3 separate regions of the Zea mays genome follow, and regions 1 and 2 are each linked to region 3. Evidence: chromatin contacts called from public Hi-C data. All regions are on one chromosome and are shown on one strand. Each heading gives the region's core, a stretch centred on a gene start, on an enhancer-like site or on the middle of the called end of the contact. The rest is flanking DNA. Distances are from core to core; before and after follow the strand shown.

What was found. A called contact is a pair of places that touch in the nucleus more often than the background predicts.
Region 1: a Hi-C map of ear shows a contact between it and region 3, with 4 times the contacts expected there. The contact joins the promoter of LOC100193986 here to the promoter of LOC100275703 in region 3. A contact is called at or near these places in 3 of 25 Hi-C or Micro-C datasets (ear, leaf and tassel).
Region 2: a Hi-C map of leaf shows a contact between it and region 3, with 10 times the contacts expected there. The contact joins the promoter of LOC100281341 here to the promoter of LOC100275703 in region 3. A contact is called at or near these places in 4 of 25 Hi-C or Micro-C datasets (ear, leaf and tassel).

Annotation. Positions count from the first base shown.
Region 1 is chr9:138,830,045-138,832,744 of Zm-B73-REFERENCE-NAM-5.0, forward strand. It overlaps LOC100193986 (putative thioredoxin superfamily protein), which reads left to right and starts at 1,257. Exons shown (of 4, transcript NM_001139052.1): 1 at 1,257-1,547; 2 at 1,863-2,045; 3 at 2,144-2,308. The coding sequence starts at 1,317.
Region 2 is chr9:138,759,117-138,761,816 of Zm-B73-REFERENCE-NAM-5.0, forward strand. LOC100281341 reads left to right here and starts at 1,411. Exons shown (of 3, transcript NM_001154259.2): 1 at 1,411-1,778; 2 at 1,924-2,201; 3 at 2,369-2,700. The coding sequence starts at 1,574.
Region 3 is chr9:138,998,974-139,001,673 of Zm-B73-REFERENCE-NAM-5.0, forward strand. LOC100275703 (putative RING zinc finger domain superfamily protein) reads left to right here and starts at 1,282. Exons shown (of 4, transcript NM_001149728.1): 1 at 1,282-1,415; 2 at 2,121-2,631. The coding sequence starts at 2,304. It overlaps LOC109942206 (a long non-coding RNA gene), which reads right to left and starts at 1,221. Exons shown (of 2, transcript XR_002264828.3): 1 at 767-1,221; 2 at 472-665.

The DNA of each region.
Region 1 (2,700 bases), core at 7-2,506, 170 kb before region 3:
AAAACGTAGCACTGCACAGTTGTGACAATAGGATATTAGTTGATCTTACGAGCACTAAGAACAAATCTTAACAAGAGTTTTATGATTTTTAAGATATTAAAACAAGCTAACAACTTAAACTAAATAAAAAGTGCGAGGAATGTAGGGTTGGTAATGGGTCATGATCCAAATATTTATTTACAATAAGTTAGGACATTTAATTAATTTTAGTTAAAAATAGAGCCCCATCCTAATCCGATTCAATACTTAGATTTTATAGTATAAAATCTAGAGCCTATTTACCATCCATTATCGGATGAAATGACTTCCATAACATAAGACTAGTAGATGAATACACAAATTTGACTTATGGGATCTTAGAAACTGGAACACAAAATTGTAAATCTTTACTCTTTCAAAGCACGAGTTTTATGCATCATACCTCACATGTGAAGTGCATAGATATGTTACTCTCCCTGTTTCTGGTCTACGCATAGATGAAGCATGAGAAACCACTCAAACCCAATATGATAGAAAGTCATATACAACATAATAGTTCCACATAAGATCTGCTCCTTTGCTAAAAGGGCTAAAAGAGGACGAGCTATTGAGCGAGCTATAAAAAAGAGATCAATACAATATCTTTTTCAACTCATATTTTTTCCGTTTTTTTGACTAAAATAAAGCGTAATATTTATTCTTATCAGTTTATTATAGACTATGTTTAATTTAATACTAAATTTAATTCTATAGATATCAAACATGAGTGTTAACTGTTAATGTTTACTTTAATTTTAAATTTATTCGTTATGTGTATCAAGTGTATGCCGTGGCAAGTCGTTGCATTGTGTCACTTCCTCGGACTCCGAGTGGGATGCCGCACCTCCGCATCCTTGACCAAAAGATTACACTTCTGCCACGAGTCCTCGCGGCTGAGCGCACCACGCGCGCCTCCCGATCCCCACGCCTGCGTGACATGTGAGCCCCACAACCGTTTCTTATTCTTATCCAGAATATATCCATTCCAGAATTTCTTACAGCCAGCAGGGGAGAAAATTGAAGAGTTTGAAGCCCACGTGGCGAGCAAAGGAAGACTGTGAGGTGCATCGGACGACCTTCAGTAGTTCTTGGAGAGATAATTAGCGGGGAAAAAAGACGCGGCGATTTTTCACTCCGGTAATCCGGTTTACCTTATCCGTGTGGGCCTCCTTTTTTAAAAGGAGCTACTTTTCTTCGCCGCTTCCGCAATCTTCCATTCCTCTTCTTCTCTCTGGCGCCGTGATCCCTCTTGTGTCTCCTGGCGAGCTCTTCATACCATCTTCGAGCGCGATTTGGCGATGGCGGCGGCGCAGGTGGTCGCGAAGGGGAGCGTGGTGTCGCCGTGCGGCAATCGAGCGGTGCCGGGCCTCTTGGGCAGGCGGAGGGATGCCGTGGCGGCGCAGATGACGCCGTCGGCGGTGCGGATCGGGGGCTCCTGGAGGAAGAACGCGTTTCCTGGCGTGAGGCTAGCCTTGGGGACGAGGAGATCCAGGCCCGCGTCCCGGAGTTTCTCCGCCTCGCCGGTGCAGGTGAATATGGATTCAGGAGTGCTAGTTATCATGCGTTCCCTGCGAGACTTCTTTCTCGTAGTTCACGTGTATCTTAATTTTTTTTCTTCCATGTTTTTGCGATCAATTTAGTTTTCATCCCTTCCGAAAACCATTTTTAGTTTTCTAGTTCGTTTGACCACCCCGAGGGAGTTTTCTTTGATATCCCGAGCTTTTAATTCTAGAAATAAAAAAGAAACTGGATTTTCATCTAAAAATAAAAAAGAAACTGGAACGACGAGGACTTGGGAACACTAATAATAGATCTACCTTTTTGTTTGTTCGGTTCCTCATCAGATGAACATGAACCTTGCGATTGGGAAATCAATGAGGTGGTGGGAGAAGGGGTTGCAGCCCAACATGCGTGAGATCGAGTCCGCCCAAGACCTTGTAGATTCCTTAACCAACGCCGGCGAGAGGCTCGTCGTCGTCGACTTCTTCTCCCCTGGCTGCGGCGGCTGCCGTGCTCTTCACCCGAAGGTGAGGGGAAAAGTATACCGTATGCACGTTGCATGATATTCTTCATATATCCGAGAACTTTTGAAGACTGGGTTTCCTTAGGAATCTATTTCGTGCAGATTTGCCAATTTGCGGAGCGGAACCCTGATGTGCTGTTCTTGCAAGTGAACTACGAGGAGCACAAGTCTATGTGCTACAGCCTTCGTGTCCATGTGCTACCCTTCTTCAGATTCTACAGAGGAGCACAGGGACGACTCTGCAGCTTCAGCTGTACAAACGCAACTGTAAGATCATGTCCATGTTTCTTCTGTTCGTATGATTATTGGTATGTCCTCAATAACATGCAACATATCCAAAATGACCTTTATTGAACACTAGTACATAATTATAGTCACCCTCTCAGATCTAAAATGTATGGAGTCAGAAAGTTGTGAATTCGGGTAGAGCTTGTTGACGACTCAACTTCAGTTTTGGACTCTGTTTAGTTTGTAAAAAAAACTCGGCTGGCGGGGAGGGTAACACCACCCTCGCGGTATTTTCTTAATAGAAGGTCTGTGGCAAGGGTCCCAACCAGAAAACCCTGAACCATGTCCTCCCGTCACTAACGAGCCGGGTCAAGCTACCTACTCTGCAAAGACTCACCTAGGCGCCGAGAGTGGCGCACGGCCGAGTCATA
Region 2 (2,700 bases), core at 161-2,660, 240 kb before region 3:
CTGAGGCTGCGTCTATAAGTGTACATTCGGGCCGCCCGGCCCGGCCCGGCCCAAGCCCGAAAAGGCCCGTATTGTTTGAATTTCGGGCCGGCCCGGCCCGTTTGAATTTCGGGCCGTGCCGGGCCGGCCCATGGGCCTAGCCCTCGGCCCACGGCCCGGCCCGTAATTGCTTAAACGTGTCGGGCTTATTTCGGGCGGCCCGAAATTATAAAAGCCCGAAATTCACATTAGGGCCCGAAATTCAATTTTTGGCCCGAAATTCAGTTTTTGGCCCAAAATTCATATTAGAGCCCTAAATTCAAAAAAATAATAAACCAAATAAAAGATAAGACAAATAAATTTGTATAAAATCAAACTTAATATTTGTATTAAAGTTACCACAGCTATGCAATGACTACCTCGCATTTTGTTAGAAGGAAAAAGAGTATAATCAGCTGTATACAAAGTTCGTAAGTTCAGTTTATTGTCTAATGTTCATAACAAAAGTAAAATTACATCGCACAATCTAATTCAAAGATACAAAAAAACATCTAACTAGCATTATCTCTAGCTTTGTGTTCTTTATCAAGTATATGAAAGTGCGAAATAAAGTGTGGTTTTAATAAATATATGGGTCTTTTCGTGCTTCTATATGGGCCTTTTCGTGCCTGCCTTAAACGGGCCGTGCTCGTGCCCGCCCATGGGCCGTGACCTCGGCCCAAACCCGGCCCGATATAACGGGCCGTGCCGGCCCGGCACTAAATTATTTCGGGCCGTGCCGTGCCTGGGCCGTGCTTTTTTTTCCGTGCTTCGGGCCGGCCCATCAGGCCCGGCCCAAATGTACACCTATAGCTGCGTCCGCACACCGGTCCGTTGGGTGACGTTACGCGCGTCAAGCTGACAACGAACAAAGAGTGTCCCAAAAGAGGCGACGAGAGGACGAACGGAAGCGAGCACCACAGCCACGGATCGCGATTTGGCACGGGTAGTAGCGCCTGCAATGGACCCATGGTAATCTGGATTTCTCACTATTTTCTGGAAAGGAGCTGGGATGAGAGAGAGAATATCTTCTGCCCAGTTGCTTCCCCCACTCGTTTTCAAAGGTGAGAGAAGTATTTAAAGATTGCGATGATATTTTAAAGCAGAGCTCTGGTTTTCAGATCTCGACCGCATAGTTGCCGCGTGTGAGCTGTGAACGGGCGAGTGAATATTCCGCCGCAGGCCATCAGGATTAGGACAGGTAATTTGGAGTTGCTTACGGAGCCAGTCACTCACAGCTCCTGGTCCTGGCGGTAAGAAGTGAACCTGCCCGGCGCCCCCCGCCGGACGGGGTCCGTCGCCTACAAGCCGCCTCCCCACGGCTCTCCGCTCCCGGCCCGTCACACCGGCCGCCAATCCTATATAAAGCCGCTCCAGGCCCTCCGCTCCTCCAGTCCAAAGCCCCTTGCCTTCTATCCCTTTCACACACGCCTCTCCTTCCCTCTCTCTCTCTCTATCTTCCTGCCTGAGGCAGCAGCCATTTCCGCTTCCGATCGTGGAGGCTTGGTGTGGAAGGAGGAAAGGAGGCCAGCTGCTGGTTTTCGGTGCGGCGGAGATGTCTGAGGTGTCGGTGATAAACCAGGCGGAGGTGGAGGATGCGGGTGCCGGGCAGCTGGACCTGCCGCCGGGGTTCCGCTTCCACCCCACCGACGAGGAGATCATCTCGCACTACCTCGCCCATAAGGCCCTCAACCACCGCTTCGTCTCCGGTGTCATCGGCGAGGTCGACCTCAACAAGTGCGAGCCATGGGACCTGCCAGGTTAGTACTTGCTGCTACTGCATCGACGCCTCATAGCTCTAAACCTGCACCTTTTTTCCCCTTGTGCTTCTACTAGTAGTACTTCTCGGCTGGAAACCATGCCCTAACCAAAAAAAGGACGGAACTTTGCGTTGGATTTCTCCAGGCAGGGCCAAGATGGGGGAGAAGGAGTGGTACTTCTTCTGCCACAAGGATCGCAAGTACCCGACGGGCACGCGGACCAACCGCGCCACGGAGACCGGCTACTGGAAGGCCACCGGCAAGGACAAGGAGATCTTCAGGGGCCGCGGCGTCCTCGTGGGCATGAAGAAGACGCTCGTCTTCTACCGCGGCCGCGCGCCGCGCGGGGAGAAGACCGGCTGGGTCATGCACGAGTTCCGCCTCGAGGGCAAGCTTCCCGAGCGGCTCCCGCGCTCCGCCAAGGTCCGGCCCTCCCCCCCTGTTCTCGCCTCGTTTAATTGCTCGTTCGGCCCTGGAAATCTTTTTCTCCCCCCCCCCCCCCCCCCCCCCCCCCCCCCCTTTTTCGTCCGCCGGTGGCCTAAATCCTCTTCTTTTCTTGCTGCCTTCGTTTGTTTGTTTGTTGCGTGCAGGACGAGTGGGCCGTGTGCAAGGTGTTCAACAAGGAGCTGGCGGCGAGGACCGAGCCAATAATGGCGGCGGCCGGCGCGGGCGAGCTCGAGCGCGTCGGCTCGCTGGGCTTCCTCAGCGAGCTCCTCGACTCCGCCGAGCTGCCGGCCCTCATCGGCGCCGACGTCGACGAGGTGATCGACTTCAACGGCCCCGCGTCCACCTCCGGCGCGCCGGGCACGAGCCACAGCCACCTCCCGGTCAAGATGGAGGAGCACGCGCTGCTGCACATGCAGTACCAGCCGCCGCCGCCCCCGACGTCCTACTACTCGAGCCAGTACTTCTCTCTGCCGGC
Region 3 (2,700 bases), core at 32-2,531:
TGTTTTTGGATGTATGTGGTTGTGGAATCTGGATATTTGTGGCTGTGAAAATATGTGTTGTGGTAATAAAACAAAAAAAACTCGAAGAATTTGACCTCACATAATTCATTAGTATGTCCGACGGTCTAGCAGTGGCTGTCGGACATAAGTGTATAAAGTCTGACGGTCCACGGACAACCGTCGAACATACTGACAACTTAAGTTCGACGACCCACATGTGGAGTTCTCTGGACGCGTTACGATCGTTACCCGATTTAATCGATCGGCTCTTAGAGGCCATCGAAAATAATTTATGTTCGACGGTGGCTGTCAGAAATACTCTTATATCTGACATTTTAGAACCGATGAACATTTGTTGTCGGACATAAGCTTTAAGGCTTCGAATTTTTTTAGTTTTACTGTTGTGGGAACCTTTGAGAGCAGTACAGTTTTCATCATTAACTTGGTAGTCAGAATCTGCACGTCAGCACGTCATCTCCAGATTACTCCTTTCGATTAGCTTATGCTTCAAAGTTCAAACCTGAGAACAAGTAGTACATCCCCATTAGGTAGTAGATGATTCGTAGTAAAGACATGCTTACAATCATTAAGGAGAAGATTCATCTCATGTTGTAATCGATATATTCTTGCTCCAATCATCGGCCCTTGTACCCGTTCATGAGTACCTTGATCGTGTTTAGCATGGGTCAGTAGTGTCATGATGGATGTTCTCATGAGAGGGAGTAGTCGAATGGAATGTAATTAGATCCAGAAAGACGATCCAAACCTGGATGGGCTGATAAACGCCATGAGTGGAGCTTCTCCTCATGCAAACGCAGGAGGCCACCGTTCGACACCACCATCGCAAGCGAGACAGACCGGAGCCAACTCTGCCGATCCTAAAGATTCATGCATCGTAGGAGGATCTGCATATCCACCGTTACGGTAGGCTTCGCTCTACAGAGAGATTGGAAGCGGCCGACGGGGCGCCGGCTATGTGATCTACCGAGCTCCTGGTGTCGTGCATGGTCACGCGGTAGGATGCGGGGGACGAGGCGAGGGATGGGGACTGCCGGACTGGGGAGTGGGGAGGAGAGGACCGGAGGAGAGTAGGAGACCCGCGGAGCCGCGCACTGCCGCGACGGTACAGGCTGCGAGCGGCTGCGAAGTGGGCTGTGTGTTGGGCTTCGTCTCTGACGGGCTAAGCGAGCTGGATGCCTGATCGATGCCTCGCGGGCGTTCGACGTCCCTCTGCCCGTTTGCGGTAGAATATGTATCGTTCCGTTGCGTTCACTCTGCTCTCCTTTTTCCCTTTCTCCCGTTCACCTTTCTCTATCGCTTTTCTTTCCCCCATCCCCCTTTCTTTCCTCGTGGTGACGACTGGGCTAGTGCTATCGTCCTTCGCCAGGTCTTCGCCGGCGACGAGCACCTACCAGGTATGCCCGACCCTTCCCATCCTGCTCTGCGCAACCGAACATCTCAAACCCTAGCTTAAACTTTTTTTTATTCGGATCTGGCCACGGGTATATACGTACAAGATATCTACTAGCTTCGAGTTCTTGCAAAATTTATCTGGTTTGCATTTGCACACCGCCACACCCATGCCCTCTACTGGGCGAGTTATTAGGTGGATTTGATCGGTGGTTTATTGGACTGGGAGCTGAAGTACTAGCTCTTAGTCTGGTGGATTTCTTGTTGGATAGGGGCATCACTGACCGACTGACCGCAGAGGGCTGGATATATTTTGGTGCAAATAGAACAAGAAGAAGAAAAAATTATGAAGTAGATTTCTTTCCCTTTTATCCACCTATAAAACTAGGTTGGTGTCATTTGATGAGATTAACCCACGCAAATTTGTTGTGGCCTTGTGGTGGCAATGCAATATTACCAAAAAAATGAAGCTTTATTTAATGATGTATATAGAAGCTCTATGGTGCATTAATAGTTCACTTGATCCATAATATAAATATGTTTTATTTGCGTTTTGGGTGGGGTTTGGTGTGGCCTAGCTGTGAATGGAGTTGTTCAACAGTTATGAGCATGTTCATTGCCCCTCCCCCCTTGAAAAGGAGTCTTTCCTTCAGATGATATTTTCTCGTGCTTATCTTCTTGTCAACACTGACATGCTTCTATGTGGACAGGTGACCCTATTCCTTTTCTTCACTCGGTGTATAATCCCCCTTTGCTGCAATCAAGCTTCTCAAACATAATAAGCAAATAGTCTCTTCACGTGATTGCCAAAATTAGTCAAGACGGGTGCTCTTTGCTGCGTGGCCGCTAGGCCACATGGGACGAAGTCTGACCCTGCAAGCAGAGATCGTTCTATGGATCCTACTGAGCCTCGTTGGCGCATAAACTCGAGCTTCTCTCCCCCAACATCAAGGAGATGGGACTGTCGTTATTCATCAGATGGATTGCCCCACAGAGTTCATGATGCTCCTCATGATCACCCACCTTATGTTTCATCATTGTCATCCCATAGCAAAGGAAGCAGAAATGCATTTGGCAGTGATCAGTACCTCAGTCACCATCATTCTGTGTCTGATGGAGCACTTTCTTATTTTGGGAGTCCAGCTGACAGCCTTCAGGCTCCACGCTGGACGCCCTCTCTTCAAAGATTTGATCTTGGTGAATTCTCTACCCCTGCAGGAGGTATGTACCTTTTTATTTCATATGGAAGATCAAGTTAGCTCAGCAGCAAACTATTTTTTTACTATTCTT